Linked DNA regions of Sus scrofa: region 1 is linked to region 2. The links are chromatin contacts, called in public Hi-C maps. All regions are on one chromosome and are shown on one strand. The core of a region is the stretch at or near the end of the contact, and the rest is flanking DNA. Distances in the headings are between cores, read along the strand shown. Region 1 overlaps WWP2 (NEDD4-like E3 ubiquitin-protein ligase WWP2). Region 2 overlaps WWP2 (NEDD4-like E3 ubiquitin-protein ligase WWP2).

Evidence for each region. A called contact is a pair of places that touch in the nucleus more often than the background predicts.
Region 1: a Hi-C map of fetal liver shows a contact between it and region 2, with 2.2 times the contacts expected there. The contact joins two enhancer-like sites. A contact is called at or near these places in 12 of 47 Hi-C or Micro-C datasets (brain, embryonic fibroblasts, fetal heart ventricle and 5 more) and 1 of 2 datasets of contacts at active chromatin or transcription factors (skeletal muscle).

Annotation. Positions count from the first base shown.
Region 1 is chr6:17,177,647-17,184,558 of Sscrofa11.1, reverse strand. The region is part of intron 4 of WWP2 (NEDD4-like E3 ubiquitin-protein ligase WWP2); the gene reads left to right. Among named protein-coding and RNA genes, the nearest start is that of WWP2, 47 kb to the left of the region's middle. Within about 2 kb of position 4,513, at least 15 of the 83 cell types and tissues checked have an H3K27ac peak or open chromatin away from gene starts, as enhancers often do. A contact at or near this core is called in fetal liver and liver, where this site is marked.
Region 2 is chr6:17,078,388-17,084,729 of Sscrofa11.1, reverse strand. It overlaps WWP2 (NEDD4-like E3 ubiquitin-protein ligase WWP2), which reads left to right. Exons shown (of 24, transcript XM_021093861.1): 11 at 501-555; 12 at 4,040-4,121; 13 at 4,742-4,870; 14 at 5,492-5,567; 15 at 5,865-5,936; 16 at 6,165-6,253. Among named protein-coding and RNA genes, the nearest start is that of MIR140, 4.0 kb to the right of the region's middle. Within about 2 kb of position 1,814, at least 18 of the 83 cell types and tissues checked have an H3K27ac peak or open chromatin away from gene starts, as enhancers often do. A contact at or near this core is called in fetal liver and liver, where this site is marked.

The DNA.
Region 1 (6,912 bases), core at 3,264-5,763, 97 kb before region 2:
GGACAAGTCCTTGGACTTATTTAGCAGTTACACCGCATTTTCTAATATTAATTTCAATTTTTAGCTATTTTCAACTGTTTGCTCTAGATCTGCTTTATTTATTTGTTTATTCACTCAGTCATGTATAGCTTTTTGAGTTTAATGCCTTAGTGCGTTTATTTTTGTCCTGTTCTGTTCAATAATGAAAACGTTCTTTAAATTTGTCTCTGAGTCCCATTTGCAATTTTTTCTTTCAAAGAATAATGCATAGATTTTTGTTTGTTTGTTAGCTTTTATAGCGCTGCACCTGTGGCATATGGAAGTTCCCAGGCTAGGGGCTGAATTGGAGCAACTGAGTGAGGCCAGGGATCAAACCCGCATCCTCATGGATACTAGGTGGATTCGTTTCTGCTGCACCACAGTAGGAACTCTGGACAATGCACAAATCTTAAGTGACAGAGTTCAATGAATATTTATATATGTTCACTTCTATGTGACCGTCACTCAGATCAAGATAAAGAACTTTTCCGGGGCCCCAGAAAGTTCCCCGTGTCTCTTCCAGTCAATATCCCCTTGTCCTGCCCTGAGATAACCACTATTCTGGATTTTCTCACTGTTGATCACTTTTGATTAGTTTTGCCTATATTTCAATTTCATAACAGTGAAGTCAGATAGTATGTTTCCTTGTGCCTGGCTCTTCATCGTATCTGTGAGATTCATCTCTGCTTTTGTATATGAGAGTTTGAAATTTCTGAGTTTGTCTTTATCCTCTTGTAGGACTATACCACAGTTTATTTGGCTAGTCTCCTGTTGGACATTTGGGTTGTTTCTGCTTTTTAGCTATCACAAACAAAGCTTCTGTGATCATTCCTTTATTTTATTTTTTTTTCTTTTTTGCTGAACCCACGGCATATGGAAATTCCCGAGACAAGGATCAAATCCGAGCTCCAGGTATGACCTATGCCAGAGCTGCAGCAATGCTGGATCCAGGAGAGAACCCATGCAACCACAGAGACTACACCAGATCCTTAACCTACTGCAGGATTAAGTGGCATTTAAACCACTGCCACAGCAGGAATTCCTAAGCATTCTTATTTGTATATTTTGGAGGACATAGATGTGCATGTCTGCTGAGTTTGTCTCTTGTCTTGTGGAGGTCCTTTGTGGCACAGTAGGTTAAGGATCTGGCATTGTCACTGCGGCAGCTCAAGACACTGTCATGGTTCGGGTTCGATCCCTGGCCCAGGAACTTCCACATGCTGTGGGTGTGGCCAGAAATATCTGTCTCTCTGTCTGTCTGTCTCTATATCTACTTTGAGGACTTGGTTCATCGGGTGAATGTATGTTTAGCGTTTGTAGAGACTGTCAGCAGTGTTGCAATGGTGAAGCCATTCGCCATCCCCTACACTTTGCTGAGTTCTGATTCTTGTTTGTAGTTGCTGCTGTGATTTTCTCCTTGAGCCCAGAGGGATGGAGGAGGATGTTTTCCATGGCTCCCAGGGAGTGTTGCTTGTGGCAGTGGCTGCAGCTCCTGCTGCTCTGCCTGACACCAGCTTAGCACTGTGAGTGTGTGGCTGGCTTGAGTAGTGAGGCCCATCAGATCTGTATCCGATGGAAAATTTGGATTGTAATAGGGCAGTGGGCTGCTTTTTCTTAGAAAAAGAAAATCTAGGATGAAAATTTATAAATCTAGGATGGCAGTAGCATAACCAATAGAGAAAATATTCTAGCCATTTTTCATAAAGCCTCCTATTTAGAGCACAGCTGTTTCTGGTGATTGCAAATCTGCTGTGTAGAGAAGTGGTTCAGGATGGGAAGACAGTGGACTCAGACTGCGTGGGTCTGAATCCTGATTCCAGCAGCTTTGTACAGCCTCCCATCCCTTAACTTCACTTTGCTTCTGTTTCCTTGTCTGTAAAATGTTGTTTTGAGATTAAATGAACTCACAGTACCTGACACATGGAAGTCCTATGGGGGGAGGAGGAGGAGTAAGGGTAGTTATTATTCTGCATCGTAGGCTACTTTCCTTTGCAAAGAGTGGGCGGGTCAAATCCCAGAGATGGACATCAAAGACAGTTTCCTGATAGGGAACCTCCTTGCCTACATGGGAGGCAGACCTGAGGTTGTTCCAAGAGACAGTTCTAAGACTGAAGAAGTGGGAAGGCTTTGCAGGTGTGGCGCGGGGAGGCCGTTGGCAGCATGGGACACTTCTGCACCGTGGTCTGGGCGCATGCGCTCCCTGGGGAGCTGCCGGGCCGGAAGTGTTTCCAGAGTGATGTCTAAGTAGGAATACGGTTTCGTAGGGTAGTGGGTCCCAGTGGGTGAGGCGACTCCTCTCATCGGGAGCCCCGGTCTTCTGGAAACCACTTTTCCCGGGAAGGACATGACGCGTAGGGGTTGCCCCACCTGGCGTTTTTCTGCTCCACGGAACATAATTCATCCTTTCATTCGCTCCCTTGTTTTCCCCTGGGCGGACTTTAAAGTTCATTGGGAAGCCCAGCTGACGCTTGCTGCCTCCCCCTGGCCGAGGGATGCTGGGGTAGAGGGTTTTACTCAAGCCCAGCACTTGCGTCATGGTCAGCCTCCGCTGACCCTGCGGGGACACTGACCTGGCTGCGCCGGAGCGGAGGACTTGCCCAAAAGTCCTGGTTTGTCTCCTAAGGACAGGTCTCGTCATCTCTGTGTGCAAGCCAGCTTTTGCGGTTGAATATTGATTTAAAAAATTTGTTTTTAATTGCATGAATATCGACTTTTAAAAACCTTTTCGTTAGGGGAATTTTCAAACCTAATCCCTGCCCTCCAGCTTCAGAGTTGTCAACATAGGTTTCAACCGCCCCCGTCCGCTGGACGGTCTCCCTTTCTTTCTGGCTTGCTGGCACGTAGGACCCGGGACCCACTTTTGTCCTGAAGCGCTCCTCTCCCGCAGCCAGCCTCATCAGCACCACAGACCTTGGCACTACCAGTTCGTCCTGCTTCTGAGGAGGGAAATCTAGCTTGAGGTGGATTAAAAACGACAACAGCAACAAAACTCCTTTACTTTAAAATAATTTCAGGAGTTCTGTTGTGGCACAGCGGAAATGAATCCGACTAGGAACCATGAGGTTGTGGGTTCGATCCCTGGCCTTGCTCAGTGGGTTAAGGATCCGACGTTGCCGTGAGCCTGTGGTGTAGGTCACAAACATGGCTCGCAACTGGCATGGCTGTGGCTGTGGCTGTGGCGTCGGCCAGCAGTTTAGCTCCGATTTGACCCCTAGCCTGGGAACTCCCACAAGCCATGGGTGAGGCTCTCAAAAGACAAGAAAAAAATAAAAATAAAAAATTTCAAACTCAGAGACAGGTTACAAGCATAGGACCAAGAATACCCCTCTACCCTTCACCCAACTGTTGATATTTTGGTGCATTGGCCATAACATCGTCTCCATCTGTATATACACATATAATGATTTGCTGAGTCATTTAAAATGACAAATCTTGTACTTCTTTATCCCTAAATAGTTAAGTGTCTGTTTCCTAAGAAGAAGGGTATTTTCTTACTGAAGTACTGTATAATTAACCAAATCAAGAAACCTAACGTTCTGGAGTTCCCATTGTGGCTCAACCAGATCGGCAACATCTCTGCAGTGCCAGGACACAGGTTTGATTCCTGGCTGGGCACAGTGGGGTTAAGGATCCAGCGTTGATGAAGTTGTGGTGTATGTCACAACTGAGGCTCGGATCTGATCCCTGGCCTGGGAACTCACTGTGGCCTGGGGCAGCCAAAAAAGGGGAAGAATTTAAAAAAACAAAAACCAAAAAGCCAGAGTTCACATTGTGGCACAGCAGAAATGAGTCCTACTAGGAACCATGAGGTTGCGGGTTTGATCCGTGGCCTGGCTCAGTGGGTTAAGGATCCGGCGTTGCTGTGAGCTGTGGTGTAGGTCGCAGGTGTAGCTTGGATCTGGCGTTGCTGTGGCTGTGGTGTAGGCTGGCAGCTGTAGCTCTGATTTGACCCTTAGCCTGGGACCCTCCACATGCAGCGGGTGTGGCCCTAAAAAGCAAAAAACAAAAACAAAACCCCCCCAAACTAACAAAAAAACCCCAGTGCACACAGACATGTAAATATCTACTCCTTTGTCTTGTATTAAACATGATGAATTTGTACTGAAACCTCCGGTTCTAATTCAGCCCCGCAGGGTTCTTGCTGATACTCCTGCTTTCCTAAGAGCCCTGCCTCTTCCCATCATCCATCAATTCACTCATTTCCTCAGTTCTGCAGGCACAGGAGGTGGTTTGAGAATCACTGTACCCAAACCACTGCAAGGAATGAAGTACCTTTGAAAAACTCTTTGCTTAAGCTCTTCATTTTCTATGTAGGTCTGTTTTCTTTCCACATGTGTGTCTCCAGACTGAAAAAAAAAAAAAAAAAAAAAAAGCAGAGAAAAAAAAGCAAACAGCTTCCTATTTATTTAAAAATCTTCTAAGCAGAGGGTTGTTACTGCACTTTACGTTCCGAGAACAGATAGGCCAGTCACGAGCCCTCCCTCCCTCCTTCTCTGCGAGGATGGTGTGCTCTGGTGTGTGGGCCGTGTGTGGCTCAAGGAGGCAGGCCTGACACACAGTGCATGCATTGATTTTAAAGTAAACACAGCGCTGTTTTTCCAGTTTTTCCACTGAAAGGTAAATAAAACCACTGATCCTTGGAACGTGAGTCAGGGGGAGACGAGAGAAAATTTTAAAACGTTGCTCCTCACTTGAAAACAGTTTTAAGTTTGAAAAAGTATTCACTGCTTCTTCAGCTGAGGGGGAGGCAGGCAAGAGATGGAAGCGAAAAGGAAGTACGTGACAGTGCTATGGACTGGTAGGGAGCTGTTCTTTAGAACATAGCTGCAAACTCCAGTGCCTTGATGAGGCCTGATGGGAGGAATGGCCAAGCCAGTCCTGCAGAGCCAAGAGGTTACGTTTATGAACCTGGTCAGCCACTAAGACCTAGTTATTTCAGTCTCATGGAAGGCTCACAGAAAGTTTCTGAGAAATTCTCTCTTGCTCCCAAAAGTGAAAATATGTATATATTTTTTTTGTCTTTTTAGAATCACACCCGTGGCATATGGCGATTCCCAGGCTAGGGGTTGAATTGAAGCTGCAGCCCCCAGCCTACACCATAGCCACAACAATGTGGGATTGGAGCTGCATTTGGGACTTATACTACAGCTCACGGCAACGCCGGATCCTTAACCCACTGAGCAAGGCCAGGGATCAAACCCGCAACCTCATGGTTCCTAGTCGGGTTCATAGCCACTGAGCCAAGATGGAAGCTCCCCAAAATTGAAAGTATTATAATTGTTCCTTGGTATCTGTGGGGCCTGCCCCAATACCACAGGCCAAAGATGCTCAAGTCCCTTATGTGAAATAGTGTTATATTTGCATATAACCTATGCACATACCTCGTATCTGTTAAATCATCTCTAAATTACTTATAATACCTCATACAATGTAAGTGCTTTGTGAATTGTTGTTGGAGCACAGTAAATTCAAGGTTGGCTTTTGGGAACTTTCTGAAATTTTTTTTTTTCCCTCATGTGTAAGTTCCCAAGGTAAGGATCAAACATGAACCACAGTGGTGACAGTGCCATATCCCTAACTCCTAGGCCACCAGGGAACTCCCTGGAATTTTCTTTTTTTCTGATTTTTTTGTTTTTGTTTTTGTTTTTTTAGGGCTGCACCATGGCATATGGAGGTTCTCAGGTGAATCGGAGCTGTAGCCACTGGCCTATGTTAGAGCCACAGCAATGCAGGATCTGAGCCTCATCTGTAACCTACACACAGCTCAGGGCAATGCCGGATCCCTAACCCACTGATCAAGGCCAGGGATTGAACCCACAACCTCATGGTTCCTAATCAGACTTGTTTCCACTGCACCATGGTGGAAACTCCTTTTTCTGAATATTTTTGATCCCCATTTGGGTGAATCTGGATGTGGAACCTCTGGATATGGGGGCAATGAGGGGACTATTAATACTTTTTTGTGATTATAAAGGAAGCATAAACCTAAAACTGAAAATGTTATCATTATTTTTTGGATTTTTATTCTTTCGTGCTTGTTGAAAAAAAAGACAAAAACATTGTGACCGCTTAGTATGTGCCAGGTATGAAGTCTTAATATATATGTGTGTGTATATATAGATATATATATATTTTTTCCTTCTCATTTAATCCTCCTCATACCCATGAGGTAGGTGGTACTGCCATCTCCTTTGAGGAGGAAACAGGCAGACATGCTGTAACTTGCCCAAGGTCGCATAGTAGGTGGAGGCAGAGTTGGGATTTGACCCAGGCCTTTTTGTCTCAAGAGCCTTTGCCTGCACTCTCTGCATATATTGCCTTTCAACGAAGGAGGTTAAAAATCATGGGAAATTCTTTTTTTTTTTTTTTTTTTTTTTTGTCTTGTTAGGGAAAGATCACTGGAAATTCTTTTTTTTCCCCCCACAATGCTTGCAAATCTTGTTCTGTTGTTATGAACTCCATTGAGTGTTTGTATTTTTTAAAGAATTTTTTAGAGCAGTTTTAGTCTCACAGCAGAATTGAGAAGATATGTGGAAATTTTTTTATTCAGAGCTAACCCTGTTAATATTTTGGTATATATCCCCTCAGCTTTTGGGGTGTATGTCAATCATATGTATATAATACAGTCATGTATATGTGCGTGTATAGCTTTTTTCCCAAACTAGGAACTCGCTGTATGTATTGCTTTATAAGTTGCTTTTTTTTCCACCCAGTCTTTCCACCACAATGAAACTAGATCCTTTTAATGGCTCCAATAGCATTTTTTGGGTATGAATACACCATAGTTTAACCAGTCTTTTATTGTTGGCTGTTGCTATTCCTTTACTACTATAAGCAAGAGTTTTCGGTAAATTCTTGTAAAGATATCTTTGTTCTCTTGTCTTTTTTTTTTTC
Region 2 (6,342 bases), core at 565-3,064:
GGGCTTGTGGGAATGATTTCATTGGAAAGGCCTGCGATATTTTTTCCCCTCCCGTGTGTGGTTCTTGGAGAAAGTTGGAGGTGGTGGTGATTTCAGTCGCCTTGGCCGCCTGAGCGGGAGCTGAGCAGAGGCCCTGGGCCCAGCCCGCCGGGCAGCCCCGCTCCGGCCCTCCTGCCCCGCCTGGGCCGGCTCCCTGCCTCGCCAGCCTCGCCAGCCCCGGGCCCACCTTCCCCTGTGCACCTCTCCTCCCCCTCGCTCCACCCTCCAAAGCTCCCCTCCGCGTGCAGGGCCCTTTTTCGGGTTTTTCTTTTTCCGAGAAGACAAGACGTCTGAGAGGAGCTCGTGTCACCTAAGGCCCCCACCCTGTGCTCCACCAAGTGCTCAAATGTGGAAACCAGCCCTTGGCATTTATATTTTGATCACTTGAGTGATTTTTAACCAGCGGCTTTTTATTTTCATTTTTTAAACATCTTGTGTTCTGCTGTGTTTCTTGTGTTTAGTCTTCGAGTGCTTCCACTGACCATGACCCACTGGGCCCCCTCCCTCCTGGCTGGGGTAAGTACCGAGTTCTCCTCCTGTGCCCCCAGCCGTGTCCGCTGATGCTCCACTGCGCTCTGTCCTCTTTCCCTGGGCATCTTCCTTGCTTCCATGCCTCGGTTTCCCGCCTGGGTTCTCTCGGGCACCCCCTCTGGGGACGCCTAGCTGGAGCAGTTGCAGGAGCTGCAGCTGGAAGGAAGGTTGGAAGAGCAGCCGAGTCCCTTGGCGCCCCTGTAGCACTCACCACCTTAGCTGCCGGAGGGTGACCTCACGAAAGGAAGCCCCGAGCAGCCGTGGGGCTCTTGGGTAGTGGTGCTGACTTTCAAGGTGTCGCCTCAAGAATCCATCCGAGTTGATTAAGGCACTCTGACACGGGCTGATGCCCAGATGCATTTGTTTCAGGTCTGTGGCCATGGAAAGCAACCTTACCAAAGCTTTCTTTGCAGCTGAGATGTTGGAGGACTTCAGCCTTATTTTGACTCGCAGGCATATAGACTACGAAAGGGACCAGAGGGAAGCAGATGAGAGAGTTGAGCTCTGGCTGGTGGCAGGTTGAAAGTGCCAGTTAAGAGTGCCGTGCCGGCCTCCCCTGCTCACTGGAGGGTACCAGGTCCTGGGTGTAATTTGCCAGTGATGGGCTAGAGGGACGGCCATCTGTGCCTTGGGAGAGATGGTGGGCCTCGTGGCTGTTCTCGGAAGGAGTGGCCGTGCAAAAAAGGGGTCACAAGAGATGGCGGGACTCAGCACACTGAGTCAGGGTTTTGGTCCATATGTCCAGTGCCTGTCCCTGGAATCAGTTTTACATGCACCAGGCTGTGCCTGGTGTAATTTATTTGTTAGGCCCACAGAGGACAGTGCGTTCGGTGGTCTCCACAGATGGTATTAAATTGGGCTTGGCAGGGGCGGTGTGTGCTCCCCAACCACGATGAAGAAGCAGACAATGAGAGCATGAGCATTGCCCGGAGAAGTGCAGCTTTTGAGCTGGTTCCTCTCACTGCCAACACGACTACTCCCTGCTAGTATTTTATAAGGTTGCATCCATCCCCTTGGACCCGCAGGGTATCACTTGTCAATTCCCATTGCATTCCTGGGCGCTGGCAAGACTGCCTAGTCTTTCTCGTGGAGCGTATCCGTTATGGAAGCCCCGACACAGTTCGTGATTTTTAGCAGATGGATGATCCACCTGGCTCCCTGAATGGATGAAAGGTCATTGTTCACTGTTATCTCAGAGATCGCAGCCAGTCAGAAGTGCGAGGGTCAAAGGTAGGACCTCTGGCTGGGCAGGGGAAGGCGCATCAGATAAAATAAGAATCTGAAAGGCCATCTGGCAGCCAGTAGACACTGTGACCTAGAGCAGGGGACCCAGAGTCGTCCCTGGATCTGTGGAGTCAAGTGATTGATTTCCGTAGCACTTCTCCTAAATGCTGCTCACCAAGTCAGAGCAGCTCTAGGGTCTCGAAAACAGCTCCTAGAAGCCAAGTGTGAAATATGAGACGGGGCTAAGGGCCCTGGTTGGAGTCCGTGCTCTTAGCAAATCATCCAGAAAGCAGACCAGATGATAATGGTATGAAACTGAGAGAAAAAGAACTTCTGGCTGAGGGCCAGGGAACCTTCCTCATCAAATCCTCTGGGCTTTTTGTTGGTTTCCCCAGGGCTGTGGCAGGGCCACCTCCCCTGGGAGAGTTAAGAGTGAACAGAAAAAGCAGCAAAACCAAAGGAGAATTGTGTTTAGCAATTGAGCCTGCTGCTAAGTCTCCTGTGTTCTCCTTTGCTGTCCTGGGTTCCCTTTCTGCTCCCCTAGGGAGACCCTACATTCTCTCCGAGCCCCCACCCAGGGGCCAGGACACCTCAGGTTTAGGTCCGTGTCTCCTCAGCCGCTCTGACCCCGGGCAAGTGACTGAATGCTTCCCAGTCCATTTCTTCCTAAATCAGGTCGAGCTAGATGACACCTGAGGACTTTCCCCACCCCCAAACTACCACCTTGTGTGCAGCGACCAGGGCCATGGAAGGCCCCCACGCAGTGGGCCATGGAAGGCCCCCACGCAGCAACAAGGGCCCCGGGCCGGCTGGACAGATCCCCCAGCTTGGCAGTTGGCCTTGGCTTTGGTCCTTGGCTGAGCACGTGCAGAGGATCTAGTTCAAAGCAGAAGCTCCTGGGCTGGGAGCGGCTCCTCCCTCCCCCAGGACCTCCTCGGGAAGCCTGTCTTCTGTGGGGTGGTCCCCCAGGCTGTCGTGGGGTGGTAGTGGCTCTGGGCCAATACCTTTTCTTTCTTTCCTTTTGTCTGTGTATTTGAAATTTCCATTAAGAAATGGATACCAGGTAAGGCAGAGAGAGACGGGACCCTGGGTTGATACGGGGCACGTGGCAGCTTGATACGTGAGGCGAGGGGGCTGGGCCCCCCAGTTCTGTGTCTTTTTCTGCTTTTGATTTCCCCATAGCTTCTGGAACTGGTTATTTTTATTTCTTCAATTTCTCCCCGTTATCATAAAATAGAGAGGGCCATTAGCTTTGTTTGTCTTCAAGACAGAAACAGGTTGGAGGGCTCAGGAGCTTTGAGCTAGGAAGAGCAGCCACGCGTGCGGTGGTTGTCTTGCCCTGAGTCTTATCTGCCATCCGCCTGGAGCTGGTGGGCTCTCTTTTCAATCCCTTCAAAGGCCAGAATCACCAGCTAGAGTTGAGTCTGCCCCCAGCCCGCCCAGACTTCTCTCCCTCGAACAACCCAGAGCCATCGTGAGTCCATTGGGGCTAGAGGTAGATACTGTCCCGAGGAGATCAGAGCTGTGTCTGAGCTCCCAAACGCTGCCCCGTCTCGAAGCACGCACTTAGGTGTAAGGCCGAGATGGCATTGTGCGTGCCTACAACCCCAGATGTGGATTTGCGCATAAGCAGCATAGAGGTTTTGTTAGGATGTGGGAGCTTTAGGACAAAATTTTGCCTTTAAGCCGGAGGGGACATAGGCCCGGTGGTGCAGAGCGCTGATCGGAGAGGCATGAGGGGAAATGCAGCCACCCCACAGTGACCCTGCCTGTGAGACAGGCACCCGGGTCACTGCATCCAGTGGGCGGAGCGGTTGCAGGACCAGAGAGCAGCAGCGATGGACTGGGGTGGGGACCCGGGTTGAGGGGAGGCTGGGCTGTGCCTCCACTTTGCACACAGCTGGTTGCAATTACGCCTCTGGGTTCAGCTGGGCTGCCCCCCCTCGTGTTGCCACACCACCCCCTTCTCTCCCGCAGACCCACCCACCGAAGACGGTGCTTGATCTTGAGTTGAAAACGTGTCTATCCCTCCTCCCCAGAAAGGAAAGGGCTCCTTGTCCTTTTTGCCAGTGACGGATATGAGAGCCAGGCTCTGGGTGGTTAAACTTCTCTGACAGCTTGGGACCAGGAGCAGGCATTCAGAGCCAGCAGCCGGGAGGCGGGAGCCAGAGGGGAGAGGGATGTGGGCTCAAGATGTCTCAATCTGAGCGTCTTTTCCTTTTTTTTCTTTCTTCTCCTCTGGCAGAGAAGAGACAGGACAATGGACGGGTGTATTACGTGAACCATAACACACGCACTACCCAGTGGGAGGATCCTCGGACCCAGGGGTAAGGACTCACACCAGGAGAGGTCTGAGCTGGGCCCCTGTGCAGCTCTAGCCCTGGCCCAGGAGCCTGCATGCGTCCTCCATGGCCGATGTTCTGGGACCCTTAGCCACACACGGGTGCCCCGAGACCCTCACGATCTGATGTCTGCCCAGTGAGAGCTTGTGAGTGGCACCTTAAATTGACCTTCCTTGTGGACAGAGAGTGGCCTGGTGGGCAGGTGTTGCTGGTCTCTGTACCAGCTGTGCAGGCTGCCGATTGTGTGATTTCAGAAGGGCCGAGAACTTCCCCCTCATCCTAAAACTCTGTTCTTCCCAGCCTCCCAGAAGCTAGTCTGGGAGAGGGGTACTTGGTGTCCTGGCATTGTTGGTAGATGCTCAGACCACGGCCATCCACCCAGGGCTGGTTCTTTGGCTTTGGGACAATAGATGGCCTCTCTCTGCTGCAAAACTGTCCTCAGGGTTCAGGCATTGCCAAGTGCATTTGCTCAAGGCCCACCTTCAAGGGCTCAGCAGGGCCTGGGAAAAGCAGAAATAAAGCAGCCCTGTGGGACCCCAGCCTCCTTAGCCTGGAGGCCCAGCAGGTGAAATTTGCCTTCAACCCCTCTCTTCCCATGTTGCCAGGATGATCCAGGAGCCAGCTCTGCCTCCGGGGTGGGAGATGAAGTACACCAGCGAGGGGGTGCGTTACTTCGTGGACCACAACACCCGAACCACCACCTTTAAGGATCCTCGCCCCGGGTTTGAGTCTGGGTAAGGACCTGGCACAGGTGATACCCCGCTCTGTTAGCTCAGGCCGGGTCCAGCTGTTCTCACTGCCCTCTAGCGGCCAACTTTGATGTCACACTTTTTTTTTGGTCTTTTTAGGTCTACACCAGAGGCATATGGAGGTTCCCAGGCTAGGGGTCTCATTGGAGCTGTAGATGCCAGCCTACACCACAGCCACAGCAGTGCCATATCCGAGCTGCGTCTGCGACCACACTGTAGCTCACGGCAGTGCCAGATCCTTAACCCACTGAGCGAGGCCAGGGATCGAACCTGCATCCTTGCGCATGCTAGTCAGATTTGCTTCTGCTGAGCCAGGATGGGAACTCCTGATGTCACCCTTTAATCAGTGTGAGTGGGGAGAGGGAAGGGGCTCCTTTGTTCAGAATAACACTGGCGGTCTTTCTCTAAAAGCAAGAGGTCTGGCTTTGTTTCTATTTTTTTCGTTTGAATCTTCAAATCTGCAGATGGTCTTAATGGCAGTCACTTCCTTTCTCTTACGCCTACTTCGCTCATCTTTAAATTAACGTGGCATCAGCTTTCCTTAGGGCTAACAAGATATGTTTTTGAGAAACCCCATGGATTCCCGAGCATCTTTGCTCTTCCTAGGACAAAGCAAGGTTCCCCTGGTGCCTACGACCGAAGTTTCCGGTGGAAGTATCACCAGTTCCGCTTCCTCTGCCACGTGAGTTCTGGTAGTAGGGCTCCCAACCCCCCAACCCCTGAAATTATAGTTTCGGCCCAATTTCTAGCCCAGGAGCAGGCGCTGGAATGCCTGTGTCTTAGGTGGGAGCCGGTCACTCATCTCACCCAAGGGGTTATGTGACATTATCTCCAGGAAGCCGGCTTCCTTTCCTAGGGCATCAAGTTGTTCCTTCTTGGCCCAGGGTGGGTGGGGAAGCCTATTCAGACAGACAGGTGATCAGGCGGAAGACTTGCCACCAAGGCCCCAGCTGGAGGTTTGTTTCTCTTTTCTTTTCAGTCAAATGCTCTCCCCAGCCACGTGAAGATCAGCGTCTCCAGGCAGACACTTTTTGAGGATTCTTTCCAACAGGTTAGAGAATAATCTTCATGTCTGAAACCAGAGGGCCGGCAGAAGGCCCCCTCCTGCAACCCGTCTTCTGTCATGTGGCCTTTTAAGCCCATAGAAGTAGAATTTTCAAGGCGTGGTCCACGGTGACCGGTATCTGCCGAAGAGCAGGCCTAGAAGTCCCCCGTCCCCTGCCCCCGGCCTGCCGTGGACTGGAGAGTGGCAGGCTGGCTCAGTCTTCTATCTCCCCAGATCATGAATATGAAGCCCTACGACCTGCGCCGCCGGCTCTACATTATCATGCGCGGCGAGGAGGGCCTGGACTATGGAGGCATCGCCAGGTGAGCTGGGTGCCCCTGGAGGGCTGTGCTGCACCCCACTTCCCCGGGGCCGCAGAGCCCATGGCTGGAAAGCTGCCTCCTCCCTTCTC